4 separate regions of the Danio rerio genome follow, and all the other regions are linked to region 4. A link is a contact called in public Hi-C, HiCAR-type and Micro-C data. All regions are on one chromosome and are shown on one strand. The core of a region is the stretch at or near the end of the contact, and the rest is flanking DNA. Distances in the headings are between cores, read along the strand shown. Region 1 holds the start of gsna (gelsolin a). Region 2 holds the start of wdr5 (WD repeat domain 5). Region 3 holds the start of stom (stomatin). Region 4 holds the start of stx2a (syntaxin 2a).

Evidence for each region. Hi-C and Micro-C count contacts between places; a contact is called where the count stands out from the background. HiCAR-type assays count read pairs that join an accessible place to other places.
Region 1: a Hi-C map of hematopoietic stem cells shows a contact between it and region 4, with 6 times the contacts expected there. The contact joins the promoter of gsna here to the promoter of stx2a in region 4. A contact is called at or near these places in 11 of 18 Hi-C or Micro-C datasets (caudal fin, embryo, fibroblasts and 3 more) and 2 of 4 datasets of contacts at active chromatin or transcription factors (caudal fin and embryo).
Region 2: a Micro-C map of caudal fin shows a contact between it and region 4, with 6 times the contacts expected there. The contact joins the promoter of wdr5 here to the promoter of stx2a in region 4. A contact is called at or near these places in 3 of 18 Hi-C or Micro-C datasets (caudal fin, hematopoietic stem cells and an unstated tissue) and 1 of 4 datasets of contacts at active chromatin or transcription factors (embryo).
Region 3: a contact with region 4 is called in a HiCAR-type map of caudal fin, with 5 times the contacts expected there. The contact joins the promoter of stom here to the promoter of stx2a in region 4. A contact is called at or near these places in 2 of 4 datasets of contacts at active chromatin or transcription factors (caudal fin and embryo).

Annotation. Positions count from the first base shown.
Region 1 is chr21:18,998,999-19,006,331 of GRCz12tu, forward strand. It overlaps gsna (gelsolin a), which reads right to left and starts at 4,363. Exons shown (of 16, transcript NM_001012312.2): 1 at 4,260-4,363.
Region 2 is chr21:19,679,371-19,686,721 of GRCz12tu, forward strand. It overlaps wdr5 (WD repeat domain 5), which reads left to right and starts at 2,273. Exons shown (of 14, transcript NM_213099.1): 1 at 2,273-2,435; 2 at 3,777-3,907; 3 at 4,093-4,201. The coding sequence starts at 3,827. brd3a (bromodomain containing 3a) reads right to left here and starts at 1,374. Exons shown (of 12, transcript NM_001123389.3): 1 at 1,210-1,374.
Region 3 is chr21:18,940,278-18,947,966 of GRCz12tu, forward strand. It overlaps stom (stomatin), which reads left to right and starts at 5,526. Exons shown (of 9, transcript NM_131758.2): 1 at 5,526-5,703. The coding sequence starts at 5,643. LOC141379843 (a long non-coding RNA gene) reads right to left here and starts at 3,883. Exons shown (of 4, transcript XR_012396704.1): 1 at 3,839-3,883.
Region 4 is chr21:19,361,351-19,368,154 of GRCz12tu, forward strand. It overlaps stx2a (syntaxin 2a), which reads right to left and starts at 2,390. Exons shown (of 7, transcript NM_001003561.1): 1 at 2,290-2,390; 2 at 1,969-2,031; 3 at 1,170-1,269; 4 at 853-927. The coding sequence starts at 2,319. dnai1.2 (dynein, axonemal, intermediate chain 1, paralog 2) reads left to right here and starts at 2,827. Exons shown (of 19, transcript NM_001080558.1): 1 at 2,827-2,903; 2 at 2,906-2,946; 3 at 3,135-3,203; 4 at 3,298-3,393; 5 at 3,543-3,623; 6 at 3,709-3,957; 7 at 4,135-4,194; 8 at 4,319-4,447; 9 at 4,627-4,711; 10 at 4,807-4,924; 11 at 5,022-5,065; 12 at 5,800-6,047. The coding sequence starts at 2,906.

The sequences.
Region 1 (7,333 bases), core at 3,113-5,612, 360 kb before region 4:
ACTGCTTCGCCCACCATTGATAATAATACACTACAAACCAAGTATACAAGTATACAAGTGACACGTCTTGTGTATGCTATTATCTTTGTTTTTATTTATAGTGGAGTTTTCTTATCCTATGAGAAGAGCCTGCTTTTTAATTATTCATGACTCTTGACTTGACACGTGCTTTCCGAAAGCAAGGCAGACCTGCCAAGCTGTGAGACCGCATCCACGCTCGGCAGGCAGTATTTAGCCGTTCATGAAGAGTCATATGTGTTGGTTTCCATGATCAAGAGGGTTTGTTGCATGTTTTTTCCGCGATGCTGTCAGGCCAGATACAGCAAGCTGTTGGTTTGCAGCAAGCATTTATGTCGAGAGAGCTGTACAAGAACTGGAAAATGGCGGACTTTGTCTCTTATTAGTTGAGTTTGTTACCATTCAGACACATCACCTATATCTGTGCTGCTGTGTTCACCTACAGTATGTTTAAAATCCTCCAGATTACCAGCAGGGCTAATGGTTGAATTAGATAGGGCAAGAGACCTGCTGCACTGCTATCCACTGTGTCTGCATTGAGACCCAGGGAATGAGGAGGAGAGAAGTCCTCCTCATTTACAGTGTTTATATAAACATGATTATCTTTATATGTAGCAGGACATTAAATTACTTATTGTTTATTTCTTTGGATTTTAACTTTAAAAACTATGAAATCATGTGTCTCCTCACAGTTTGTGTCTATTTTGTGGGCCAACTGACAGTTGTTTGCCCTCTTTTTCCCCTGCTCTGCCGGCCAAGCCCACTCCTCCCTCTGTTTACTGACTTGATTTGAAAGAGGAGGGTTTCATGGCCCTTTAATGGAACATTCAATCTTACCATTTTATGTTGTCTGAATAAAAAACAACAACATGTGAGACAAAACATTTAAGAAAAAAAAATGTTAATCTGTAAATTGTGTTTTTGTGGTAAATATCAAACAAAACATCACTTCAGTTAAAATGTTCTGTAAATGTTAGTGGCAATGTTCATAACTGTGAGGAATATTTGAGAAAGTTCCCTCTTAACTGGATAGGTTCTTAATCTGCTAAATGCCTCGCCTGTGCTTCTAATAAGAATTTAACTTAAATACTGTGTGTAAAATAATTCATGTGTTTTGACATAATCCTCAGTCTGGAATAACAGACTAAATCATCTTCCTTTTTTCCTGGAGAAATGCCTGGGGTGGAGGAACTACCAGAGTGACTCCAACTTTCCAACTATGCATTTCTTCCAACACCTTTTAACAAGCACCAAAGTTCCTGAGATAATATCTTAGCATGGAGTCTCCACTGATTCAAAGCACTGTCTAAGCCCTTGACTGCACCCTGTGTTTACTCAAAAAGAAAACAGCTTAACCAGCGACTGCATATGCAAAGTTTTATAGGCAAGCCCTGTATTACAATCATAGAACTTTGAGAACTGCAATTTGGTATAAAGAGGAACATGCAAGAGTTCAAAGTCTGAGCCATAAAGATTGTCTGACTGTTTCTCTTACATTGTTATGGCTGATACTTCCTTGTTTAACTTATTGGTGACGCATACAAATTTCAGCATAATTAAAAAAAAAAAAAACGTTTGTTTATTTTCAAAACACAATTTGAAATGTTTTAGATTAAATTAGATTCTTCATAAAAAGCAAGGGTCATGAGATGTTCAAGAAAAACAAACACAGTCAAAACATTCCATCTCAGTTGTTCAACTGTTTTGACTGTGATTTTGGCTTCTTAGACTTTGAACATATCAGGACTCTTGCTGTTTATGGAGGGACAGATAGCGCACAGATTTAATCTAAAAAATCTTAATTTGTGTACTGAGGATAAAGGTCTCAGGGGATTGAATCAAAATGAGGGTGAATAATTAATACCAGAATTTTCATTTTTTGTTGATCTAAGCCTTTAAATATATTACTGCAGATGTTTACATACAGATGAGGGCTATTATTAGTCCTCCTGTGCAATATTTTTTGTTCTTTTCATAAATTTTTTGAAGCAATATTTAACGGAGTAAGGTCGTTTTTGCAGTATTTCTTAAATATTTTTTTTTACTTCAGAAGAAAATCTTACTTGTTTCATTTATTAAAAAAACATTAATTAATTAATTAATTAATTCATTCATTCATTCATTTTCCTTCGACTCTGATTTATCATCGACTCAGATAGGTCATCGAAGCGTAATGAACCATCAACTTTTCCGGCATGTGCACAGCAGATGTCCTTTCAACCACAACCCAGAATAGTTGGAATAGTTGGCGACCTCTGAAATAGAGACTAGGATGAAGGAAAATGAAAGAATAAATTTTAAGGTCAAACTTGTTAGCCCTCTATAGCATTTTTTCGATAGTCTACAAAACACACCACTATAACTGTATAATGACTTACCTTTTTAGCCTTATTTGCTTTTTTTAACCCCCCTGGATTATTAGCACCAGCGCCCCCTGTTTATTTTTACCCCCAATTTCTGTTTAACAGAGAGAAGATTCTCAACACAACTCTAAACATAATAGTTTTATTAGCTTATTTGTAATAACTGATTTAGTTTATCTTTACTATGATGAAAGTAAATAATATTTTACAACATATTTTTCAAGACACCTCTATACAGTTTAAAGTGACATTTAAAGGCTTAACTAGGTTAATTAGGTTAACTAGGCAGGTTTCCTTACTCTGTTAAACATCATTTGTGAAATATTTAAAAAAGAAAATCAAAGGGGGGCTAATAGTTCTGACTTCAACTGTCATTCATTCATTCATTTTCTTGTCCGCTTAGTCCCTTTATTAATCCAGGGTTTACACACAGAAATGCCAACTGAGCCGAGGTTCAAACCAGTGACCTTCTTGCTGTGAGGCGACAGCACTACCTACTGCGCCACTGCCTCGCCCTACTTCAACTGTAGGTCTTTAAATTGCACTTTAAGCTAAATACTAGTATCTTGAAAAATATCTAGTAAAATATTATGTAACCCATGCGAACATGGGGAGAACATGCAAACTCCACACCAAAATGCCAACTGGTGAAGAAGGGACTTGAATCAGCGCCCTTTTCGCTGTGCGACAACAGTGCTCACCACTGAACCACCATGCCACTTTGCATGACAAATAAATGTAAATACAATACTATGTATTTTAAGGACTAGCTTCTCTCCTTTCAGCAGAAACAAAGTAAACGTTACTCTCACTGGACTCTGTAATTCTTCTAATCACTAGGTCTGTGTATATATGGGTGTCTTTTAGAACTACAATGAGGAAATGCTAGTATGTTATCAATGAGTGTGTGTTTAGGTGTGTTTGGATTAGAGCACCCATGAAAAAATGCCAGTATGTTATTATTATGTGTGTTTCTGTGTGTGTAAATGTGTGTTAGGATTGCATTTTATGAAAAAGGTTGTTTTTTATAAATGAAAGAAAGCAACAACACTGATTTGTTAGGTGCATTAATAAAATATATGCAAGTATAACACACATGATTTCTGTGATAATTTATAGAATGTTGCTGTAGTTTTTTCACAAACACGGAAGGTGTTTCCTGTGTTGCTTCCTCCTTCTTTACAGCATCTTTACCACAAACCCAATGTTTGTCTCAGTTGGGTGTGTGTTTCTATGGTAACAAGTGATAATTATGCACAAGGGGCTGAGGATGAGTAATCAAAAGTAGAAATACACACCACATGACATACAGTACCATTCAAATATACAAGTTGATCTAATAGCCACAGCATGTAAATAATACAAAAATACAAAATGAATGTCTTAACATCTGCTTTATTATCATTATATAAAGTGTTTTGAGAATAACATTAAGGAGAATGGGTTGAGGATAAGGAGAAATCGATCCAAATATCAATAACATAGGCCTGCTCTTCTTAATGCATGTGACAGATCAATCCTGCTCACTGCGCACTTCCAGACATCCCGTTTACCGCATTATTAAAAGGCGCATCCAGAAATTCTGAATCTTTCCATATATGGCTTTGTTTCAAATCTTAATACGAGTTGAGTAGATTGGTAAAATTATTCAATATAATGCACTGCCTGCCTACACATTCTGAAACGATTTTAGTTTGAGTTTTTGGCGTGTCCCGTTAGAAAGTGTCACTCCTGTGGAAACATTAGGCACAAAGAGACGCTTGTGGAAAGTAACACTTCAGCGTTGTTTACAGTGGGGTAAACCGTCACGTTATTGCTGACTTGGTAATTTTGCTGGTTGCTTGAATGTAAAAGAGAGGTGTAATATAGCAGTCTTACCTTAAGTAGAATTACTGGAGTCTGTCTGTAATTGAGAAAAGCAAATGCAGAACGTTTCGCGTGGACAGGGCAACACCCCTCTGTTTGAGACAGACTGCTCAAATAATCCTCATAGGGGGGTGATCCTGCCTGGCATTTAAACCACTCCCATCTGACAACGGGACAAGGCAAATCACTGCCACCTACTGCACCACGTGGATACTACGCTCACAACTTCTCTAAACTTTAGCATGGTAACCATAGCTTCCTTCAGCTCCAAATACAAGTTGTTCCTGTAACTATTTATTACTCGTGGGTGTCATTTTCCAGTCATTTTCCAGTCTTGTTTTTTTCTGTCATTTTCAGTGATTCAGTTCTCGTGTGATGTCTGGCAACACGTTGTTATTATTAATGTAACTAAATAATGTCATAGCTACAAAATAAATAAATAATTTAAATAATATTTTTCAACATAAATAGTACTGCAGGCTATAAGACAGATAATTTAAAGATAATTTATAGGCTATTACTTTAGCTGTACACACCTTGACTTTTCAAAAAAAAAATACACAAACGGGCCACTTTATTAGGTACATCTTAGTAGTACTGGGTTGGATCCACTTTTGCCATCAGAACTGACTTAATCCTTTGTGGCATAGTTTCAACAAAGTACTGAAAATACTCCTCAGCAGGGGCGGACTGGGACTAAAAATCAGCCCTGGCACTGTAGCCACACCAGCCCACATTACTACACCAACACAGCCCCATGCACGAACATGCACATTCACTACTTATTTTGGTGTACAGATGGTGAAATAATATAAGCAGTACCATATATGTAATAGATATTTAAACATTAAATGTATGTGACTGGAACAAAATCGAATTTATATATGCGATCATTCATTCATTTTCTTTTCGGCTAAGTCCCTTTATTAATCTGGAATCACAACAGCGGAATGAACCGCCAACTTGTCCAGCATAAGTTTTACGCAGCAGATGCCCTCCAAAGTGCAACCCACTGTGACTGAAACCCCTATACACACACATTCACATACATGCACTACGGACAATTAAGCCTACCCAATTCACCTACAGCACGTGTTTGGACTTGTGAGGGAAACCAGGAGGAAACCCACGCGAACATGCAAACTCCACACAGAAACACCAACTAACCCAGCCGAGACTCGAAAAAGCAATCTTCTTGCGCCCCTCCGCTGCCCTCTTTCAAGACTATTTCTGTTAATTTTATGCATTTCGGCAAAGTTTTACTTTTTTCTTTTTTTTTTTTTTTGCTTTCTCTGAGCTTTTCGGCACCTCCTTTCCTTTTTTATGGTCCATTTCTGACAATTAGCTTGTGTTGCACTTACTGTTTTTTTGACATTCTAGCCAGATTTTGGGTCAGCCCATCTCGAAACCAGCCATTCATTGCTGATTGGGCCAATGCTTAATATTTATTATTATTATTACTATCATCATCATCATCATCATAATACTTACATCTTGCAAGAGATAAAAGCTGCCTGCATGTAAAAACAATACAAATAAAAAAAATAAAAAAATGTAAAAATAGCTGACTGGCCCACATTTAAAAAATGGTCCGGCCCTTCTGGCATTTGCCAGAATTGCCAGATGGCCAGTCCGCCCCTGCTCCTCAGAGATTTTGGTCCATATTGAGAGATAATAGCATTATGCAGTTGCTGCAGTAGGAGTGGTACCCTGTGTGGTGTTCTGCTGCTGTAGCCCATTTGCCTCAAGGATGATTTGTTGTGCATTCAGAGATGCTCTTTTGCATACCTCGGTTGCAACAAGTGGTTATTTGAGTAAATGTTGTCTTTCTATTAGCTTGAATCAGACTGGCAATTCACCTTTGACCTCTGGCATCAACAAGGCATTTGCGCCCACAGAACTGCTACTCACTGCATTTTCTCTTTTCTCTTTTTCAGACCATTCTCTGTAAACTCTAGAGATGGTTGCGTGTGAAAATCCCAGTAGATCTGCAGTTTATTAAATACTCAGACCAGCCCATCTGGCACCAATAATAATCATGCCATGTTCAAAGTCACTTAAATATAATTTCTACCCCATTTTGATGCTCAGTTTGAACTGCAGCAGACAGTCTTGACCATGTCTACTGTAAAATGCCTAAATGCATTGAGTTGCTGCCATGTCATTATCTAAGTAGACATTTGTGTTAACAAGCAGTTGAAAAAGTGTACTTAATAAAGTGGCCAGTAAGTGTAGTTATAGGGGATTTATTTAATATTTAGACTGTTGACAAGGACAGCATTTGCTGGGTAGATTTTAAAAAAATAATAGCTGATTTAAGCATGTTCATTTCTGGTCATGTGCTGGATAGGCACATCTTAGGACCAGAACATGAACAGCAAAGAACCAGCTTAAGCCAATTTAAACCAGCAGCAATTGTTCAAAACCTACCTAACCAGCATATGCTGTTTTTTCCACAACAGTCTAATATATGCTTACCAGCAGTGTTGAGGAAAGTTACTTTTGAAAATAGAGCATTACAATTTGAGTAACTCCCCAAAAGGGTAACTAAGTTGCAGTTAATTTTTTATTGTAATGTGTAATGTTACTTTTAAGTTACTTTCTCTACTCTTGCTTTGAGTTAATCTTTAATTAACTACACACTATATATCCTACACCTTCATTTACCTTAAAAAACATATTAAAACAGTAAGTTAGAATAATGTCATCTTCTGAGAATGTACTGCTGACCCCAGAGCTATACATGTCATATATACAGATTAAAAAAGTTTCGTGCCATTTTCTCTTGTTAGTTAAGTAAAATCTGAAATTGAGACAATTTGCTTTTCATTTTTTTCGAAGAGTTCAAAATGCTGAGATTATACTTCCATTGCAGAAATGTAAAGCTCTATTCTGCTATTGTGGTTTATGTCTGTTCCAGCAGTGACCATATTCTCTCACTGAGTGTGTAATTCAGTGTGACTACATTAATATTAATTTAGCAATTTTAAAAGCAAAATTAATTGGACTAAAAAGTGACATTTTTAAAAAGGTAACTCAAATAGTACTATTAATGTAGAGCTTCTACATTCAATACATTCCTCAGG
Region 2 (7,351 bases), core at 1,023-3,522, 320 kb after region 4:
TATGACTTCTGTATATAGTGCATTTTGAACAAAAATAAGAATTTAAAAACTGCTAAAACACTTAAAATCAACCCTGTGCATGAAACAAGGATATTAGTACATCAAGACTTTAATTCTGAGTTGGAAACCCACATAATGATGCTTTTCGGTTGCTGAAGTTAAAACCATATTTTTAAGTTCTTCCCTGTAATTATGTAATATTATTTATGTCATGATATAATTTCTTCTAAGCCAAGTCAACATGACTTAAAGTTACTTCTGTGAAACACAAAAACAGGCAAAATGACAGTCTCAGTCATCATTCACTTACGGAACACAAATGAACATCGATTAAATTAAAACTGAGACTTTTTTAAACAGACGGTCAGGTTAGGAACACCTCAAAAACAAGTAAAAATGATTACAACTACGCTTTTAAACATACTTTAGCTGGTTTATGCACGTGTGTAGCTGTTTGGGAAAACAAACAGCAGCAGTCGCAGCATTACCGCGTAAACAATCACTGCCTCACTGAACCGGGTCCACTCGTTAGTTTCCACCAAAAACAAATGTCTACGTTCAAAATATATTTATGAAACATTATGGAAAAACTCAGGTTTGCAACAAGCTACTACAGTATGGATATCAAGATAGAACGCTGAAAAAAATGTAATTATCTGTGCTGCGACTGCAAACACATACCACGACCAGATTAGTAATTAATTCAAATGTAATTATTTTTAACAAAGCCTTTAAATTCATCCAGACCACATATTTAGCCCTCCACCAGCCTATGTTTGAAATTTTAATTCATTAATATATATGATGGGGAAATAGGCGCCAAGAGCTGAGCAACTGATTAGCTTTAGCACACAGTCAATCACTCACATTAAGATGGCGCGCAGCTAACAGAGTTAGCATCCACGCTTAGCGTTTCTGCACCTTCTCGAGCCTCTTTTTATTGACTCGCGTCAATCTATCATACACAGAGATACGCTGTGGTGGAGTAGAGGTTCAGATAATGACCTGGTGGGTAAACGAATGAGATTAGTCATGTTATTTCAGTGAGGCTTTGTTAGATTGCCGCTTTGTTGAAAACAACTAGCCACTGGCTAACGGCTTCTCCTGTGATTCACTGATTGAGCGCAGACCCTATTGAAATATAGCCACGAAATGCGAAATATTACACTAAAAGATGTTGTTAAACCAAAAATGCAGACGATTACTTACTCAAAGGCTTCAGGAAAGGAGTTACCGTGTGGCAATCCCAGTGGCTCGTCGCTTGTTTGGAGGCTGGGCAGGAGCACAGAGATGAGGTACGCGAAGTGCTGTGCGCATGCGCATTGGCGCGCTCAACCATCTGCTGTTCAGCATTAAACCACAAGTTCTCAATCTTGTAGATGCCCCGTGATCGTGCTCATGGAGGGAACCCTATTCTAAACCTAATTTATATAGATTTATATAAGTATATTTAATATTGAGAAAAACATCATGGGTGCTTTTAAACAATTAGTAAATATATAAAACCCCAGCGTTACTTAGCAATACAGTTCGTATAATTCCATATTTTGGAAAGAGCGTGTTTTCATATAATTCACATATAATTTGTAAGCAGCATACACATAATAAAGGAAAAAGAAGGAGACAAACTTTGAAAATAATCAAACAATAACCACATTCGTCTTTATCCTGTAATATAATATAATGATATACACAAAAAGTACAAAAGCTGTCACTTGTGCGGTACCTTCTCAAAAGAACAATTTATGAACTAAATAAGTACACCTTTAAGTTATACTTTTATACGTAAATAAAATGTCTTTTTCTGGTATTGTATGCTCATTTTAATTATATAATAATAACATTTGTAATTATCAAAATGACTTAAAAATAATTATTAAATTATTGTTAGAAAAACATCAAAGAGTGAAAATGTAATAACTGATGCTGCCACATGGTGACCGGTGTTTAGTCGATACATCTCGCCTTTGAAAAAATGTCCCTCTTGATCCGCCGTAATGTTTTGCGCGCAAAAATTTGATTTTAAATTTTTTTTGGGGTTTTTATTTTTTTTTTTGTTTTTTTTTTTTTTTTTTTTGTGATTTTTATGGTTGGGCTTTGTTTAACTATAAAACATGGTTTAGTTAACTCCGGATCCACACTCCAATCCAGATGGTGGCGGTAATGCACCAAAAGCTGGTTGCCAACCGCCATAAAACACACAAGAAGAAGAAGAAGAATGTTTTGCGCGTGCGCAGTGGTTGTCACTGCCACATTACCGCCTGAGCCTGCGGTAGAGAGGCGCTCATCCACCATCGTATTTAGCTCGATCACTAGCTCATTACATGATCAAAACAGCCTCTCTTGCGATTTATAATTACATTTCTATTCAAACCAGGCAGTGGACTCATCCAAAAAGCAGAAAGCAGCTCTTATTGTCCGCTTAACAGCCGCCGGTGAGTGATTTTACTTGCTGCTTTTGTTGTCTGAATGTATGGAGAAAGACAGTGAGGCATGTGTGCCGAGAAAAGACATCCATTAATCTGTGCTTCAACTATTTTACGAGGGAAGGGACGGGGGTTTTACCTGATCGATTGCAGTAAAACCACGAGTTTGTAAACGATAATGTGTAAATGTGGGTGTATTTCAAGGGTTGCAGGTGGTCCATGGTTGCTCTGAGGCCCTGCGCCTCTCAGATAGCCTAGCAGCTAACGTTAACAGTATTGCTGTTTTCATAGATCTATCGCTGACACAGACAAGAGCTTTGGAAAATGTACCTGCATTTTAGTGTTAGTGTTTATCCAGGTTATTTTTTTTTTTACTTGTTTCAGTTCCAAACAAACATGTCATCGACCAAACAATATAATATTGAACTCTTGTTCTAGTTTTCATTTTTGTAGTTTGCCTTTTTTTCTCTATTGATCGTATATTAATAGTAGATCAACTAAACCTTTTAGTTTATACTAATCTATTACACATATATGTTTGCATACCCCTGATGCTCTATATGCAATGTTGCCGTTTCTAGCAGCAATTTCTCAATAATCATGTACAGCTGTGATCTTAAAGTGATAGTTCTAATGCAAAAGATCAACAATTTAATATAGGAAATTAAATTAGGGTCAAATCCAAATTTCTCAAACGTTAAAGTGATATTTCACACAAAAGTAAGAAATTTTCTCGTTCTTTTATCATCCTCCACTCATTCCAAGCCTGCTTTACTTTCTTCCTTCTGATGAACACAAAAATAAGACATGTAGAAAAGCAGTGTCCATTGACTTCCATAGTAATTTTTTTTTCAACTGATGAAGACAGTGGTCGCTTTTTTCCTCTGCATTCTTTAAAATATTTGTTGAATAGAAGAAAGAAATTTAGAGCCTCTGGGTGGTTGTGGGAATGAGTTTTGTTTTAGGTTGACCTATCCCTTTAATATCACACACAATTTTAGGAAACCATTATACTTGGAGCACTGGGACAAAATGATCCATGTATGATCACAAAAGGATGTGACACGTACAAGTGTGCTAAAGAAGCCAACATGTGCTTTTCAGTTTTACCTGTAGGTCGGTATAAAATGTTTTTAAAACTATAACGGGATTCTTAAGGGATTTCATAAATGTTGATTGTAACACCTAATTCCTGCATTTATTGTGTCATTCAAATTAGAAGTCTTAAATTAAAATTCATCTGTTTTGTGAGAACTGCATCACTTGCTTTATTTTAGAATAGACGTCTGCTAAATAAATGCATGTAAAACCACTTAAACACTCATTAGTACTTCTCCTTTTGCCATTCAGATTGACGTTGAACTTGCCTCTGTAAACCCATTCTCTCCAACTTGGTCGCCATGGCAACTGAGGAGAAGAAACCAGACACAGAGGCTACTAAAACACAGCCGGCATCAGCTGCCTCTGCCAGCCAGAGTAAGGTAAAGAAAAAAAACACTGCTGGAAACGCCCGTCTGTGACCAGTTTTTTCCTTCCTTATGGGTGTTTTTTACATTGTGCTTCGGATATACTGTGGTAAAAATGGTATAGCAGCTTTTTTTATGGATCTAAATTTTATATGATCTGTGATAATGTCATTGTTTATGTGTATTCTGCTCTATCTCAGTCAGCACCTGTCAAGCCAAACTACACCTTGAAGTTCACATTGGCTGGGCATACAAAAGCAGTTTCTTCAGTTAAATTCAGTCCAAGTGGGGAGTGGCTCGCCAGCTCGTGTAAGTACTTGTATTAATACAGCACTTGCATTAATATGAAATAATTAGAGCATATAGAATTAACAAAGGCATCAATTTTTTATTTATTTTTTTGATAAACATAGTTCTCTCAAAAGCTATTTCTGGATGGAAAAAAAGAAGTGCGTGTGTGTGTGTGTATATATATATGTATGTATATGTGTGTGTGTGTGTGTGTGTGTGTGTGTGTGTGTGTGTGTGTGTGTGTGTATATATATATATATATATATATATATATAATGTTACATTATTATACATATATATATATATACACATACATACATTCAAATGCTTTCATGGATATAATGAAACGCTTGCTTATCCACTCACTGGCTACTTTATTATGTACACCTGGTTAACTGCTCGTTAATGCAAATTTTTAATCAGTCGGTCACATGACAGCAACTCTATGTATTTAGGCATGTAGATATGGTCAAGACGATCTGTTGCAGTTCAAACCGAGCATCCAAATGGGGAAGGTGATTTAAGTGACTTTGAACGTGGCATGGTTGTTGGTGCCAGACAGGCTGATCTGAGTATATCAGAAACTGCTGATCTACTGGGATTTTCATGCACAACCATCTCTAGGATTTACAGAGAATGGCCAATAAAAGAAATAATCCAGTGAGCTGGTGTTCTGTTGGTGCAAATGCCTTGTTGATGCCAAAGGTCAGAGGAGAATGGCCAGACTGGTTTGATTTGAAAAAAAGGCAGCAGTAACTAAAATGACCACTCGTTACAACCGAGGTATGCAGAAGAGCATCTCTGAATGCATAAGATGTTCAATCTTGAGGCGAATGGGCTACAGCAGCAGGAGACCTCACCATGTACCACTCCTTAGAGCTGAAGATATCTGCCTGAACCCAACGAGAAATCAAATAGTTTGTTACAACATTAAAATCCATCCCTGCAATGGTGAAACAAAAGATGACTGAGACGTCAAAAAGAGATTTTGACTGCGATCAGGCCAGCTGCCAGTTCAAAAAGACCATTCATTCTAGTCTCCAAGGTATTTCAGCAGTCGCTCATACACTGTGTATTACGGTAACAGGGAAGATGACGAGGTCACTCTCTACATTGAAACCGATGTCATAGAAAAATGTAATTGATGTTCTTGGCTTGGTGAAAGATGAACAAACAATCCTACCCAAAACATGCTAAATTTGCCAGATCAGTAGTACTTTGCATCCCGGCTTTGCATTCCAATTTCTAAGTGTCTTACAGCCTACGTTTGTTATGAATAAATTAGGTTAAAACGCATATAAAAGACACATTCATGAAAAAAGCCAAAAGAGCTTTGTGCATGTGCACGTGAATAATGTAGGGCTATAAACAAGTTTGAGCTTTTAAAAAGCTGTCAATCAAAATGTACCTCTTAGGCTCGGGTCGAATTCAGTCAGGCTCAGGCTCTATCGGGCCTAACTTTTATGGCCCGATTACAGCTCTATCACTCCTGTCAGCCAAGAACTAGAAAACTTAGGCAACAATTGGCACAAGCTCACCAAAATTTGATAATAGAAGATTAGAAAATCGTTGCCTGCTCTGACAAATCTCTATTTCTGCTGCAACATGCAGGCCCCGTTTACACTAATGCGTTTTAGTTTGAAAACGCAAAAGTTTTGCTACGGTTACGCCATCCCTCCACACTACGCCAGAGTTCTCGAGCGCCGAAAACGGAGCTTTTTGAAAAAGCTGGAAAGGCCGTTTTCATTCTAAAACGCTGCTGCTCCGTCTCAGTGTGGATGGGTAAAGACGGAGACATCTGAAAACGGAGGCGGGGCTGCAAACGTTCGCCTATCTGATTGGGGCTTTTCCTCAATATTAAGTAGCCCACGCACAGTTCAGTCTCGCATCCTCTTCTTGTAAGTTAAGACTTCGCAAGTTTGATCAAGGCTGCAGTCTCCCCCTTTTCAGTTTGATATGGAAAACATACCGAGGACACGGGTAAATCTTCAAAGGGAACAGTGTACTTTATAACTTTATTCACATCACCTTGGCTACGTTGTTTCACTTTCTCAACAATAAAATGTAATCATTATTTAAGGAACTGCCTATTTTCTTTTTAATATTAGCAACTTAACTGACAGCAGAAATGTTGAGGCGCCGTGCTGCATATATGGGCGTCATCTTCACTGTGTGGATATTTATAACAAAACGGAGCCTATAACAACTGCCTCCTTTCAATTTCAGTGAAAATACGAAACGCACCCTCTCTTTTGCTGAATATCAGTTTTAATAATTGATAATTATAAAAGTATAACATACAATAAGTTTATACATTGTAGGAAATAAAGGCAAGCGATCAGTCAATGTACCTGGATTAATCATTAACTTATCTTTGCGCTTAACCAAAACATGTTACCCGTGAACAAGTAACTTAATAGATTCCAATGACCAAAGTCAGGGAATTGGCCTATGTCGTTAGATAAAGACAACAACATGAATGAAATATCACGTTTAGCAAATATAGTGGGATTAGATCCAGCGGGAGATGCTTGATGAGCAGTCCGACAAGCAGAGCTCTCATCTGGGTAGAAATGCTGGAGCGCTTGCCCGAGAGTGTCTGTGTGATCACGTGATGTGCGTTTTCAACGTTTTGGTGTGGACGGAGAGCTGTTCAGAAACGCTGGGTAAAACGCGAGTGTGGACGCGGATCGTTTTCATTCTACAACGCCGTTTTAAAACTAAAACGCACTAGTGTAAACGGGGCCTCAGATGGTAGGGTCAGAATTTGGCGTAAACAACACAAAAGCATGGATCCATCCTGTCTTGTATCAATGGATCAGGCTGGTGGTGGTAGTGTATCGATTTGAGGGATTTTTTTCTTTGCACACTTTGGGTCCATTAGTATCCAATTGAGTATTGTGTCTGCCACATCCTACCTGAGTACTGTTACTGACCATGTCCATCCATTTATGACCACAGTGTACCCATCTTCTGGTGGCTACTTCCATCAGGATAACGCGCCATGTCATAAAGCCAAAAAATATCTAAAACCGATTTCTTGAACATGACAATGAGTTCACTGCACTTAAATGGCCTCCACAGTCACCAGAACTTAATCCAATGAAGCACTTTTGGGATGTGGTGGAACGGGAGATTCGCATCATGGATATGCAGCAAACAAATCTG
Region 3 (7,689 bases), core at 4,276-6,775, 420 kb before region 4:
GGGTAAAATATGTGCATTTTTAATGCTAAGTGAAGTTTAAAAGGAAAACTCATTAAAACATTAATTAACATACAATGAACTTGATATACCAAGTCCCATTTGCCTTCAAAAGTATTTAACTCATAAACAAGCAGCATATCTGGAATGCTTATAAAAAAGCCACATGCACATGCATCATCTACAGTCTTGAAAGTAATTAATTACTTAATTGAAATTGTATTTAAATCACTATGTCTAAAAAGTAACTTAGGTAATTGAATTAATTTACTCGATACTATTTAAAATCCCAATGAATCTACATGCATAGACAATATAGAAATTAAACTATTTTAATTCTCTACATTTGAGTCAAGCAGGACCTTTTTGCTTTGTTAAAATAAATACTTTAAAATACTTATCTAAAATAAATATAGTATATTTAAACAATCTAACAAAAAACATTTTAAGGTAATGACACCATATTTCATACAGTGATCAGCATAATTGAGTGTAGCTTAATTAAATATATATATATATATATATTGTTATCTATTTTTCTGTGAATATAGACCATGTATTTTGGTGCATTTAAACAAAAAAAGATTTATTAAACAGATATATTTATTAAAATTATATTTTAGTCACCAAACATGTTTAGAAATTGAAAGATAATACAATTAAATTCAAGCAAAATATTGCAAAAATTAAATTACAACCTACAAAACAACTAAATTTTTCTATTTTTTTGCTTCTATTGATTTTTGCTCTTTTAAAATTTTGTATTTCATATTTTTCTATAACATATACAGTAAATGTGGGTGCACTAGTTTTTGGGCCATTAATCGCAACATATTTTGTTAGATAAGCTCCAGATTTAGCTTCAGTAATGAGTAATCTAATGTACATGCACAAATATAATATTGTATAGCCTCCTATTAAAAATATGAATTTAAAAGATAGACTTGAGGGGGGTGTACTTATATATGCTGAGCACTGTATATACATGTCATTCATTTCTGACTCAAATCATTATATCTTAAGCATGTTTAATTGTCTTGATAAACTTCAGCAGAAAAATATAATTATTCTGCAAAATGTAATTCTTTAACTCTGCTTCTCTGAACTGATTAATCCAGAACTCTTGAGTTTATTTACAGTATTTATGGCAAATATATTTTAATTAATGAAATAAAATAGAAAAGTAATCCCTAACTTTTTTTTGACAAAAAGCAATCTAATTACAATGGTTACTTTGTAATCTAATTACACCCAACACAAATTACCACTATTAGGCATGGGCCGATATTTTTAGCACCCAATTTAGCACAATGTATTTTATTTTAGGAAACATTTTTAATATTTTGGAACAGTAAACATTAGGGATGCTCCGATCACGGTTTTTGCAGCCAATATCAAGTACCAATTCCTTGTCATGATGATCAGCTGATACTGAGTACCGATTCTGATGCTTCAATAATGTAAAACCCAAAAAGTCGAGGTAACTCAAACCATTTGAGGAAACCGATTGCAACAAACCAATGTTTATTGCAGTAAGTAAATAACAAAAAGGTATATTGTTTTTATTTCACTAAAATGTTGAGCCAGATTTTAGTGAACTAGCAATATTGTCAAAAACACAGAACTTTCAGTTTTAATATATGTAAAAAGGCCTAAATACATGCAAAGCCATTCCAATATTTTTCTCTCCAACTAGCAAAGGTGTTTCCTCTGTGTGTAAATTCATAAACTAACACCTACGAGTACCGTTCGAGTTATAAAATGTGATTATCGGCTGATACCAATCTTCCAGCCGATTGATCAGAGCTTCCCTAGTAAACGTGTCAGGCTAAATAATTAAAATAAATAATTTACTTCTGCTGTCTTCATTAGTTTTCAAAACACAGATTCCTTTACAACACATTAAAAACACATAAAAAAAAAACTTAAATAAACCTTAGGAAAGATATGACAGAAAATTTAAGCGGTTTTAAAACCTTGAATTTTCCAAACATGGGGGTAAACCTTGAAACCGGTTATCATCCCATGCCTAAAAAACTATACACAAACACTAATTTTAAATTAACTATAAATTAAACTCACAGGAGCAAAGAGACAAACTTTGTACTTTGGTCATCTCTTCAGAGTATACATTTCAAATGGATCTATGAAACATTTAATATTATAATGTATAACTTTTTAACATATTTGAATACATTTAAGTTAGAATAAGCAATCTGGATCATTTGTACAAAAAAATATCTGTTATGCTGAATGATAAACATTATTTCACTCAAATTTTGACTTATTATTTTTATAAGTTATTTGAAAGCTTTGAATAGACACAACTTCTACATCTTCTGACTTAAAACCGCATTCTAGGTCCACATACAAATTAACACATCTTGAATTAAAGCTGCAGATTTGAGTAGTCGCATTACAGTCCCCATCTAGTGAAATCACAAAATAGAACATTTCAAATAAAACTATGAAACATTAAATATTATAATGAAGAAAATTGATAAGATTCTAATAAAAAACATATGTGCGTAGACCCATGTGTGCCATTTAATAATATTATGATTAATCAATAGTCAAAGCATGTCGCATTGAATATATGCTTAATCAGCTAAGCATGGTTATTTGATCTAATCACAATTATTTGAGACAACCATGACAATTTAAACCCAATAATAAATGTTAATTAAGGATTAGTGCAAAGACTAGAAGCACTCCCTTTCAAACGCACACTTTCCAATAAAAATAAAACATGGTATTTTTATGATTGGCAATTACATTATTGATCACTAGGAAAAAAAGTACAAATTTTGACAGACTGAAGATTTATTTAATTTGCTTTTTTAAAACTCTTTTTCTTTCTGTTTTACTACAAATATCTTACAAAAGCACAATGTGGCCTTAAATGTTATTATGAGAATTGCTGCATTTTCAAACGTTTTTAGGTTTGATAATTGTCAATTATTAGTTTCAAATTAATTTTAATTGTTGATATTTATTCTTATATTTTATTTATCACTGTTCAATGTTTCTATAGAACTGATTTGAACTGATCAATATTCTAATGAATATTGGCAACAATTGCCTACATTTCCCCGCTTAACTTCTGTTGGTCAACAATATTTTTAAGGATTAAAACATTATAATGTGGTTAGCTGTAAATGAAAAGCCCATGTGAGACTTTAAAAAGCTCTGTTACTAATGACACAAATTTAATGCCACCAGTATAGATGATCTGAACATACATTGTTTTATCATAAATAATGACAATGAATTTAATTAATTTCTGTGTAAACTTTTCCTTTAACGTTCACTTTCTTAAAGCGTCTGTTAAACAATGAGTTAGGAGATCATCAATGGCGTGAATAGAGGTACTATATGCAACACCATTCCACAGCACTAGATGGCAATAGTAACTTTTGTTTCAAATACAGCAAAGACTATCAGTTTTTTTTTTTCAACCTTAGTTTCCTCCTAGGGGGCGCTATGAGGCTCAGAAAGTCAATAGTTCATTGAGCCACATTAAATCTCCTTAAGTGTATATCATTACTTTATCTGCGAAAAATAGTTTTATATCTTAAATATATAGCTTCAAACACGGAGAACCTAGTATTCGAGCTATAATCCATTTTTTCACTGAATTCAAATACATTTTAAACGGCCTTACCCCAGTAAAAACAAGCCACTGTTTTGGCCGATGGATTGGTGAAAAACGATGGGATGGGTATATTGATTTGAAGATGTTAAAATATGTATATATTAAATTACACATTTTACGTGTGTTGCAAAATATACATCGTTATATAAGACTTTTAAGAGCATAGAATGACAGCTTTCACCTCACCTTCATGAGACTTTCTACTTCAGGAGAGGGCGCTAACGTATTCATGGCGCCGCGTGGTTTAATCGACTCTCTGATTGGTGGAGAGTTCTCCTAGTAGAATCATGGGTAGTGTAGTTTTCGTACATTATTTATCACGGGTGGCCAAACTTTTTCGTATAAAGGGTCAAAAACCAATTATCATTAGGAGCGGTGGCCCGGATATACCAAATTATATTACATTAAATTTGCCATGGGTAATTGCCTAAATTAATTCTTAATATTTAAAAAATAAATGAATAAAATGATTACTTTAATGCGGTATAATTTTTTATTATAACTTATTGCAATAAAACATAACAGTGTACAGTGGAGTTCAATGCTGAATACACAATTGCCAAGCAGAATCAGCCTTTGCCTTCTCACCAAAGTCTCTGCATTGTCCTCCATTCATCTGGTTACAGTGTGTACATTTTGAACTAAAACTGATTCATTTACAATATTTATTTGAAACATTTAATTTCAGTTAATGTTAAAATAAACAAAAGGTTACATTAGATTTAAATGACTATCTCTAAATCATATCGTTTTCCCTTGTCAGATGGTGGGCCAAATCAAAGGTATGGGCCAACTTTGGCCCACGGGCCCTAGTTTGGACATCTCTGGTATAATCAAAAAGTAAGAATAAACAACAACAACAACAACAGAAGTATGCATGTTGCCTCAAGCCATCTGCAATGGCAATACCTTATAGGCTACTGTTTATTGATATTTTATATAGTGTTCTTGTTTAAGCAGGAAAAACACCACAAACAGGTTTTCTTCACTGTGTTTATTTAAAAACAAAATCTTTTTTTAATTTAAAAAGTTAAAGACTGACAAACTTTAAAAAGTCATCTTTTTTTGGATCTTCTGAGGAATATTGGAAATTAGTAGGCTAGTCAATAGTGCTGTTCACACAGGCGAGGACGTTACGGAATTTTTCCAGAAAAGACCGTTCACACATCCATTCCAAAATACCGGTAAATTCTGACATCATTCACCACAAATTAGCCTTAAACGGCTGCGCTTTTATTTGTAAACATTTGACTACATTACAAACTCTGTGGATGATCAGTATTGTGAACAACTTCGATGAAAACATATAAAAACATATACGGTAATTTCCCGGAAATCCTGTATGTGTGAAAGGGACTTCCATAATAGGAAAATACTACTTTGAGAGTCTGGTTTCCAACATTCTACAAAATATCTTCTTTTGTGTTCAACAGAAAGTGAAAATTGATAAGTTTGTAACAAGTTTTTTTTTTTTTTTGACTTCAATAACAAACATACACATTCCAATCTTACACAAAAAGGACAATGGTAGTAATAGTGATAATAACTTAACAGATCAGGTTAAATAATATTATAAACACATAAAACTGTAAAAAAAAAAAAAAACTGAAACAAAATAGAGAAAGTAAAGGGTGAATAAATAACGCCATTTTCATTTTTGGACTATCCCTTTAAGTAAGAAACATGCACCATCGATTAAGAACACGGTCTTTAACTTAAAACGTTATTTTTATATGAACTCCCCCGTGGGTAAAATGATCTGGAATTTCTGTGGTAAATACTTCCGTTTCTAGGTTACCTCTATGAGACTACAATAATGCCCGCCCACTCCAGCCCAACCTCTTCCAGTGAGAGAGGGGGCTGTACTCCACGCAGAAACCCGATCATCTGTCCCGTGTAGAAAAAAACATCACAGAGAAGATCTTTTGCTTGGAAGTGCATTCAAGATCTGCTCCGTATCAGCCTGAATAACTCAAAGATTACACCGACCATGGAAGATGGCAGAGAAACAGCTGCGATGAGAGAGGAAGAACGGAGGAAGCGACAAATAGGTCTGCTACTAAATAACTATTGTTATTATTTAATGTCACGTGTTTGTACCGTTGTGTGCATTGGATATGCGCTACATTCATTTGACGTTAAAAGATTTACCCATGCTAGATATTTCTATATTACATGTATTTAAATAGATTTTAAATGCATTTATAAATATGTAAACATTAGAAGCGCGTTAATGGTGCATTTATTTTTTTTAAGGTCTTTTATTATTGGTAGTGCACCATGGGTGTGTCTTCATATGCTCTTGTGCCAATCTGAGCAACAACAGGTCCTCATAATATCCTGACAACGTTTAAAAGAGTCTTCTAGCATTGTGGTATGGAACAAGGACTTCATTCTTAATCATAACAATCATTTGGTGTTTTGTTTGTTTTTGCCAGACTCTGAATTGAGCTCGAGAAATAATAAAGGTATTATCATTTTAAAATATATTTAATATAATATAGAACAGTGTTGTTACATGTTTGGAGTTATGTAGTTTATTGTGGTGCAGTATTGTGTGTAGTAACCCATATGAAAAAATACTATAGTAATGTATAGTAATTTAGTAAATAGTGTTTAGTACTTAAATTAATCAGTTGTGGTGATTCTATAGTTGATATGGTAATACAACTATAGTAATATAAACAAATGACCCTGTACTGTAGTTTTTTTTCCATCTATAGGTTATAAAATAACATTAATTTCACCCCTTTTATTGTAGTAGAAACAAGTTAATACAATGGTATGATGTAGCATTCATTAATCCAATGTTGTAAATACTATAATACTATGCTCAGCATAAATGAGTATATCCAATTTTGAAAATGAATGTTTTTGTCCATTTTCAGTGAATATGGGTAATATATATTGGTGCACTTAAGCAAAACAGATTTATTAAACAGATATATTTATTAAAATATTATTTTAGTCACAGTACGTATTTAGAAATGGAAAGATAATACATTTAAATAATGCAAAATATTGCAAAAGAAATTATAAACTACAAAATTTCAACAAAATTGTATATCTTTTTTGTTGCTTTTGATTTTTCCTCTTTTAAAAATTTGTATTTAATATTTTTCTCTGACTTATAAATTTGGGTATACTAGTTTTTGGACAGTTATCGTAAGTTATTTTTGTTATATAAGCTCCAGATTTAACTTCAGCACTGTCTAACCTAATGAATATGCACAAATATAAGATTGTAAAGCATCCTATAGAAAATATTAATTTGAATGAGAGATTTGTGAGGGGTGTACTTATTTATGTTGAGCACTGTATATACTGTCTGATATACAGTTTATTTTTTATGGTTAAAAACTATAGTATTGTTTCATGTGCGAGTGTGGTATGGTTTTGTAAGGTAGGTGTGGTTTAGTAATAATAGTAAAAAAAAAAGGTAAATTCACATTATTTGTGCTGAACAAAATACTTTATGCAAAACATTTGCAGCAATTTTGAAGCAATCAAAATCTATCAATTAATTTACAGGTCAAAGATGAGACTTCTTAATTTAGTTTCTACATCATTTATAAATAACAAATGCATATTTAATCTATAAAATCACTCAATATAAATAAGTTGTTACAGAAAACATTTTTCTTATTTAGAACCATATAATAATTCCAATGTTGCAATATATTTAAAAAATAAATAACATAATTATTCTGCCCTGTACTTATTGAAATATAACAAACAATAGGGCGGGCCGATGAATTGAAAAGTAAGTAAAATAAACATTCATAATCGCTCAAATTTGTTCAGGTCAATTTTTTTCCGATTACTTTCCCTCCAATGTGTGGTCACGTGACCCTGCTCTATTGAAGCTGATTTATACTTCTGTGCCGAGCACACGCGTATGGTCCAGCGCAGCCTTCAAGCATTACATTTGCATTACATTGGTGTTGATTGGAAGCTGTGTCAGAGATATCTTGAGGCAGCATATTTTTCCATTTCAACAAAATTACTATTTACTTTAAAATATTTGTTTACAGAAG
Region 4 (6,804 bases), core at 1,140-3,639:
AGGGTGATTTTTACCTGAGTAGTGTGTATGCGGCAGTACACTGAGCTGCTGTTTGTGTTTGCATTCCCATATTTAGAAAAATGTTCTTCCAAATCTATATAAACAATCAACCAATAAGCTTTTAAATGTAACACGAAAGATTTAATGACAAATGTTGTGACAAAAATAATGAGTTGAGGTTATTTTTTCCAGGCAGATATAAAGCCAGGTATAGAAGAATGTTTTTTGAAGAGAATAAAGCTGAAAGTTTACTAGAGACACATTTCCTGGGTTAAAAATAAAAAAGATGGAATGAAATTCCACCACAAACTGGCACAGACAAGCTTCTCTATTTGCAAGTCAAATCCTCCTTTAAATTCGTCAATTGCAGAGCTGGACTTGGCTATAACTCTGCCCTGGACTACTACAGTGCATCCTTTCCACGTTTTCCAGTGCAAAGTCAATAAATTAATAAAGAAAAGTCTGTACATAATATAATCTTGAATATACTGTAAATGCAGATGCAGAATTAATATATTACAGCATAGATAAATGCCCATTTGACAGTAGGAGAACTGGTTGTGAGCTAGGATGCAGAAAAGAAAATGGTAAGAGTGACTACATTTCAAAATATTTGATTTTGTCATTCAAATTATTATTAGATTTAGACCTAGAATTTTGTTGTGTCCTGTTTGTTTATACATTGCACTAAAACAATTTGGCCTCCACATTGTTTAAAACTGGCTTTAGTGAAAAATGTAAAAGACTAAGAAAACTATCTGTTGAAAAAATTATGATGATTCTTCTCCTATTAGGAGTGAACCTGTATATATTCAGTGTAAACTAACAATAAATAAATACATTTTAACTCACCTTTTAGTTTAACTTGGATTGCATCTGCTATCTGCTTGATGTCATTGCCAAACAGCTCAAGTTCATCTCTCACATCTGTGAGACAAAAACATGGTAGAGAGTAACAAAGAAAAAGAGAAGTGACTGCACAAAACAACTTTGTTTATTATTATTGAATGCATTCAGGTTTCTCACACCTTTTAAACAGTCTATTTCCATGACTTTCATGCTTAATGGATTAGAATTTCTTCAAATTAATTTATATTTTTGTTAAATATTTGTAACACTGGTGCTTAATGCAGACAAGACTGCTAAAACAAAATGTGCAACATACTCACAAGCCTGTGGGTTGATTTCTGTCAAAATGGTACGATGTCTCAGCTTCACTTCTTCCACAAGGAAAGAAAGTCTTTCTATAAGTTTTTGAGCTTCATCAACCTGTACATATACAGTAACATGCATGACGATAGAAATTATTTGCTTTTCAGTTATACCTTAACAGAAAGTATAGTTTTTAAAACTTTAAAAAAAAAAAAACTTGTCTAAAAACTGACTTACATAGACTACACTTAAAATAACACTGACAGAAGTCTGGCTGGTCTTACTCAATCTTTTAATGAAGTTATATGTATACGTATTTTGCATGAGATTGAGTAGCCTAAATATTGTTTCCACATGGTTTTATACACTGCTACATAAACTATACTTCTAAAATCAATACCTTAACATAGTAAAGATAAATAACTATTAAAAGTTATGTGACTTTTATACTTTTAATTTTAAAGTTTGTTTGCAAAATAAAAACTACAACGCTAATAGTTGAAAAAGAATAGTCTAAGTATATTAAACTAAAATGTGCAACAAGTTAATAATGAAACTGACAACTACATCTAAAGTATGACTGACATTATATTTTTATGAGCTAAACACTGGGCTAACTTTGAGCCAAGCAAGTAGTATTAAAATGGTAAATTACTAGTGCTGAAAACTGTACAGTATACTTAAATTATACTTGAACTTTCAAGTAGCCTACACATAAAGTAACTGTATACTTCTCTTTTGTAAGAGCAATGTGGATTAGAGACCGTTTTACGCAATAAAGTAGATGTTCAAACAACACGGTGTAAGTACACAAACCTTGGGCAGGAACTTCTCCAGGAAAGCGTCAGACTCAACATCGATGGTGATGTCATTGTAGTGCTGAACGGGGAAAGCCAAGGTTAGTCAAAACAATTACTGTTAAAAAAAAAGCAGTCACTGAGACATTTATAAACGGCTTTAATGAAACAGAAAGCATTGTTTTATCAGTAACCACATGCTGGCTAATCCAAAAAGCATTAATGCAAATATTCTGTACAGTGAGAGCAAGTAACGTTATCTTATCTGTAAAAAAATCGAACTTATTATCAATAGTTTTACGTCTAAATTACATAAATTAAGAAGACAATGTTGTCTTACGGCTGATAATTCGCCCAGACGATCCTTCATTTTAGCTCCAAATAAGTTTCTCCGCTACACCACAATATTACTGAATGACTCGGTTAAACAATAACCTGAATAAACCGCCCTTTGAGTTGAATCTTCTTGATGAATCAATATCGGTATGAACAGCTCGTTTGAATACGTTGATAGGTATAGTTGGGAACTATTCTAAAGAACCGACTCGCTGTTAAATGAATCGGACTTTCCAACACTATCAAGGACACAAAAGCCGCGCCTTCTTACTTCCGTAAATTTTGACACCATAATAACAAACATCGTTATTCAAATTTTATTGTACGTGCTTGCAAATTTATTTTCACAAAACTTCAAGGTCACCTAAATTGAAACAATGTGAGAAGAAGTTACTTCTTCCAACACAAAACATGGCTTTATATTTATTGTGCAGCGAGGAGGAACGGGAGGGGAGGAGCAGGTGAGGGGCTCCAACTACGCGCATGCGCAGTAATGTCTCGCCAGTCCGACGGGTGCAGCTGCCATGGCAACCTCTAAACGCACAAACACTAGTTTCAGAGAGCGGAGCAGTCTTGTTACCCAAAGAAAGTTGCTTTCACGTTTTTTGAAAAGGAAAAAATGTCAGTTTCTTATAAAGTTGGGACAGTGAAAAGTAAACAGGTATGTAAATAGCATTATAACGAACGCAGATTTAATACTATCGTAAAAGAATAACTTTTATAAGTATCAAACACGTTTTGGCACCTAACGTTATAGTTTTAGTGAATTTTGCTTTCTGGTTAACCAATGTTAATTTAACGAATATTGATTTACTTAATGATTGTAATGCATTTATTTTCTCAATTAAGTCACCTAATGTTAACACCCAGCCAAAGGCTCCTGTGGTAAAGGGTGTCAAAACCACTGGAAAGAAGAAGGTAACGTTAGCCTTCAACACGACTAACGTTATTCATATTCATTCTGAATGAATTCTTTGTCAAATTTGTCAAAAGGCATTTTTTGGTCACGTAGGATGAAGAGGAAGGGATAGACACAGCTGACGGAGAAGAATGGATGCAAGGAAAAACCCTTGTGAAGCCTCCAGACCAGCTGGACTTAACTGAAGAAGTGTGTAAACCTGAATAGAGCCTGTGGTCTGACTCTGCATCTAATAATGTTGGGATTATTATATATATATATATATATATATATATATATATATATATATATATATATATATATATATATATATAATATCTGTTTCTTGTGTTCAAAAGGAGCTGAAGGAAGAGATTACCAGAGTATTAACAGCAAACAATCCGAATGCCCCTCAGAACGTTGTCAGATACAGTTTCAAAGTAAAAAAAAATATCTCTATAGCATATAAAGTTATGCTTCTTAAAGAGGATGATTTAAACAACTAAAATTTATTTGTCTTTTCAGGAGGGCTGCTATAAAACTATTGTCTTTGTGGATCAGATGGCTATTCACTTTGAACTAGAAGGGAATCTTGTGCACAAGGAATCAGATGAAGGTCGAAGACTGATGGCTAAACATACTGAAAGGGAAGATTGTGGTGGAGATGAGAGACTAGAAAATGTGCCAATCAAACCTGGAAAGAGAGAACAGAAAGTCACCAACCAGTTTAACTTCATTGATAGAGCCTCACAAACATTAAACAACCTTCCAAGAGTGAGAAGATCTATGGATTACATTATTGAACCTTTACGTCTCATGGATTTATTATTCATTAAAAAATGAACATTGATTGACAGTGATTGCATGAATGCTTTTGTAGGCTTTGTGCACATTTCATGCATTATCCACATTATTTCATTTTCTTTTTCAATAAAACATAATGTTTTGCAGGAAATAAGTTGTCAAACTGAGCCACCCCCTCGTGCAAACTTCTCAGCTACAGCCAATCAGGTAAGATAATTTTAGTCTTTTTTTCTGTAAATTATTTTGATTAAAATTTTGGCACTAAACCAGCACTATGCTTTCATTATATTGAACATATATACAGTGTTAGCAAACCCTGGTCTTTCTACAGTGGGAGATCTATGACTTTTATGTAGAGGAACTTCAGAGGCGAGAGAAAAGCAAAGAGAAACAAGAAAGCCAGTTCCCAAACAAAGAGGAGGACAGAAGCAAGAAAAAGATGATCCAAGCAGAGGCTCAGGTGGCTAAAAAATAAATATAATTTGACATGCATTGTAAAGAACTACATACACTATTGTCCTAATTACAAAAGAATGTAAAAAAATGGTTTAAAGGGGGTTAAGTGAAAAAAACAACAATAACAAAAGTTATTGGCAAAAAAGAAAATAAAAAAGCTGTTCCTACTACTTGTGCTTATAGAGTGATGACATATCCCAGCTAGCTAAGCCTGCCAAGATCATTGAGCGTATGGTGAACCAAAATATATTTGATGAAGTTGCACAAGGTAATTTTAATCAAATTATATATTTTGTTCTTCTTCATTTGACAGATTAACATTCGTCAAAAAGTTTTGTAATCACATTTGCTTCCAAACCTTAGATTTCATGTACTTTGAGGATGCAGCAGATGAATTTCGAGGAGAGAAGGGGACTCTTCTCCCACTGTGGAAATTCCAGTATGATAAAGCTAAAGGGCTGTCTGTGACTGCCCTCTGCTGGTGAGTCTCACATTGGAGTACAGTAAAATGCATTCATTTACTTTTTTTGTTGAGTAAACAGAAACAAATAATGGCAACCACACTTGTGTATTTCTAGGAATCATATATACAGTGATTTGTTTGCTGTTGGTCTTGGGTCGTGTAAGTTAACTATATTTACTCTGAAAGAAACGTTTGTACTTCTTTTTAACTGTCTGTTTCTGCACAGCTATCAGGAGCACAGGGTGGCATCAGATAATAGGATTCCTTCTCCCTTTTTTATTTATTTATCTGTTTATTTATTTATTTATTTATTTATTTTTATCTATTTATTCTGCCAAACCAGGGCTGACTAGCATTGAAAGTATTAATTTTGGCAGGACACTCATGATTTCTTATCTGTATGCTGTGCTTTGCTTAATTTGTTTTGTTCCAAATTACAGATATCTCATGCAAACACAGACTCTCTTTTTTTAAATTTTCAGTCCGACACCTGTTCACTTAAACAAAACTCACAGAGATTTACTTGCATCTGCATTCATTATAGACTTCTATTTTTTGCATGCACAATTAATTATAAATACTGTAAACTAACCATAACCAGCTCCCTATCCTCTAAAATTAAGTTGCTTTTTTAATTTTTTTTTTACACAATTTTTCTTTTTTTTTCTTTTTGACATAAACCTGTCTATGTGAATTTAAAATGTATTGTCAAACATTACTTAACTTACCATGTATTTTATTTATTTATTTATATATATATATATATATATATATATATATATATATATATATATATATATATATATATATATATATATATATATATATATACATAAATGGAATCATTTGTAAGTTAAATGATTCTAAAAATGCGTTTTATCTTACCCCTCTAGATGAATTTACTCAGCAGGAGCGCGGCATGCTTCTCTTTTACACCCTAAAGAATCCCAGTTTCCCTGAATTCATCTTTAACACAGACTCGGGTGTAATGTGTGTGGACATCCATGAACAGCTGTCCTACCTGGTCGCTGTGGGATTATATGATGGCTGTGTGTCCGTGTATGACCTGAGGAAAAAGAGTGACCAACCCATGTATAACAGCATAGCCAGCTCTGGCAAACACACAGGAGCTGTGTGGCAGGTATGGGTGATGATGTGACCATGGTGTCATTGTTAACTTAAAGCAATAACAGTAAACCTTCATTACAGTTACTGCAATGAAGATGTAATAGCACTCGGACTAAAAAAAAGATGCATACAAATAATTCAGCTTCAAAAATTTTAAGAAATTTGGATATACTTTTGACAAATATATTTTGAAATATTTATTGTTCATATACAGTGCTCAGTATGATTGAGAACACCCCATTTTAAAAATATTTGTATCTATTTCTCAGTTATTATTGGCAATGTATTTATGGTGCATTTAAACAAAACAGATTTATTAAATATTTCTAAAATAATATTTTAGCTACCAAACATATTTAGAAATTGAAAGATAATACAATTAAATTCAAGCAAAATATTGCAAAAAAAAGGTACAACTTACGAAATTTCACCCCAAGAATTATTTTTTTGCTTCTCATATATATGCTTACTTTTTTATATTGTTTGTGATATTTTAAGTGTTTAATATAGATGTACACTACTGGTCAAATATTATGGCCTGTAAGATTTTTATGTTCTGTTCATCAAACAAAATGTTAAGATAAACAATTGGAGAAAAATAATTAGTTTCACAATTTTTGCACATCGATTATTATGAGAAATGTTTCTTGAGATCCAAAGCAGCATATTAAAATGATTTACCTAAGGTGATTTAGTTCACACTAAATTGAAAATGTACTCACAGTTTACTCAGTCTTCATTGGTTTTAATACTTTCTGATTTTTTTTCAG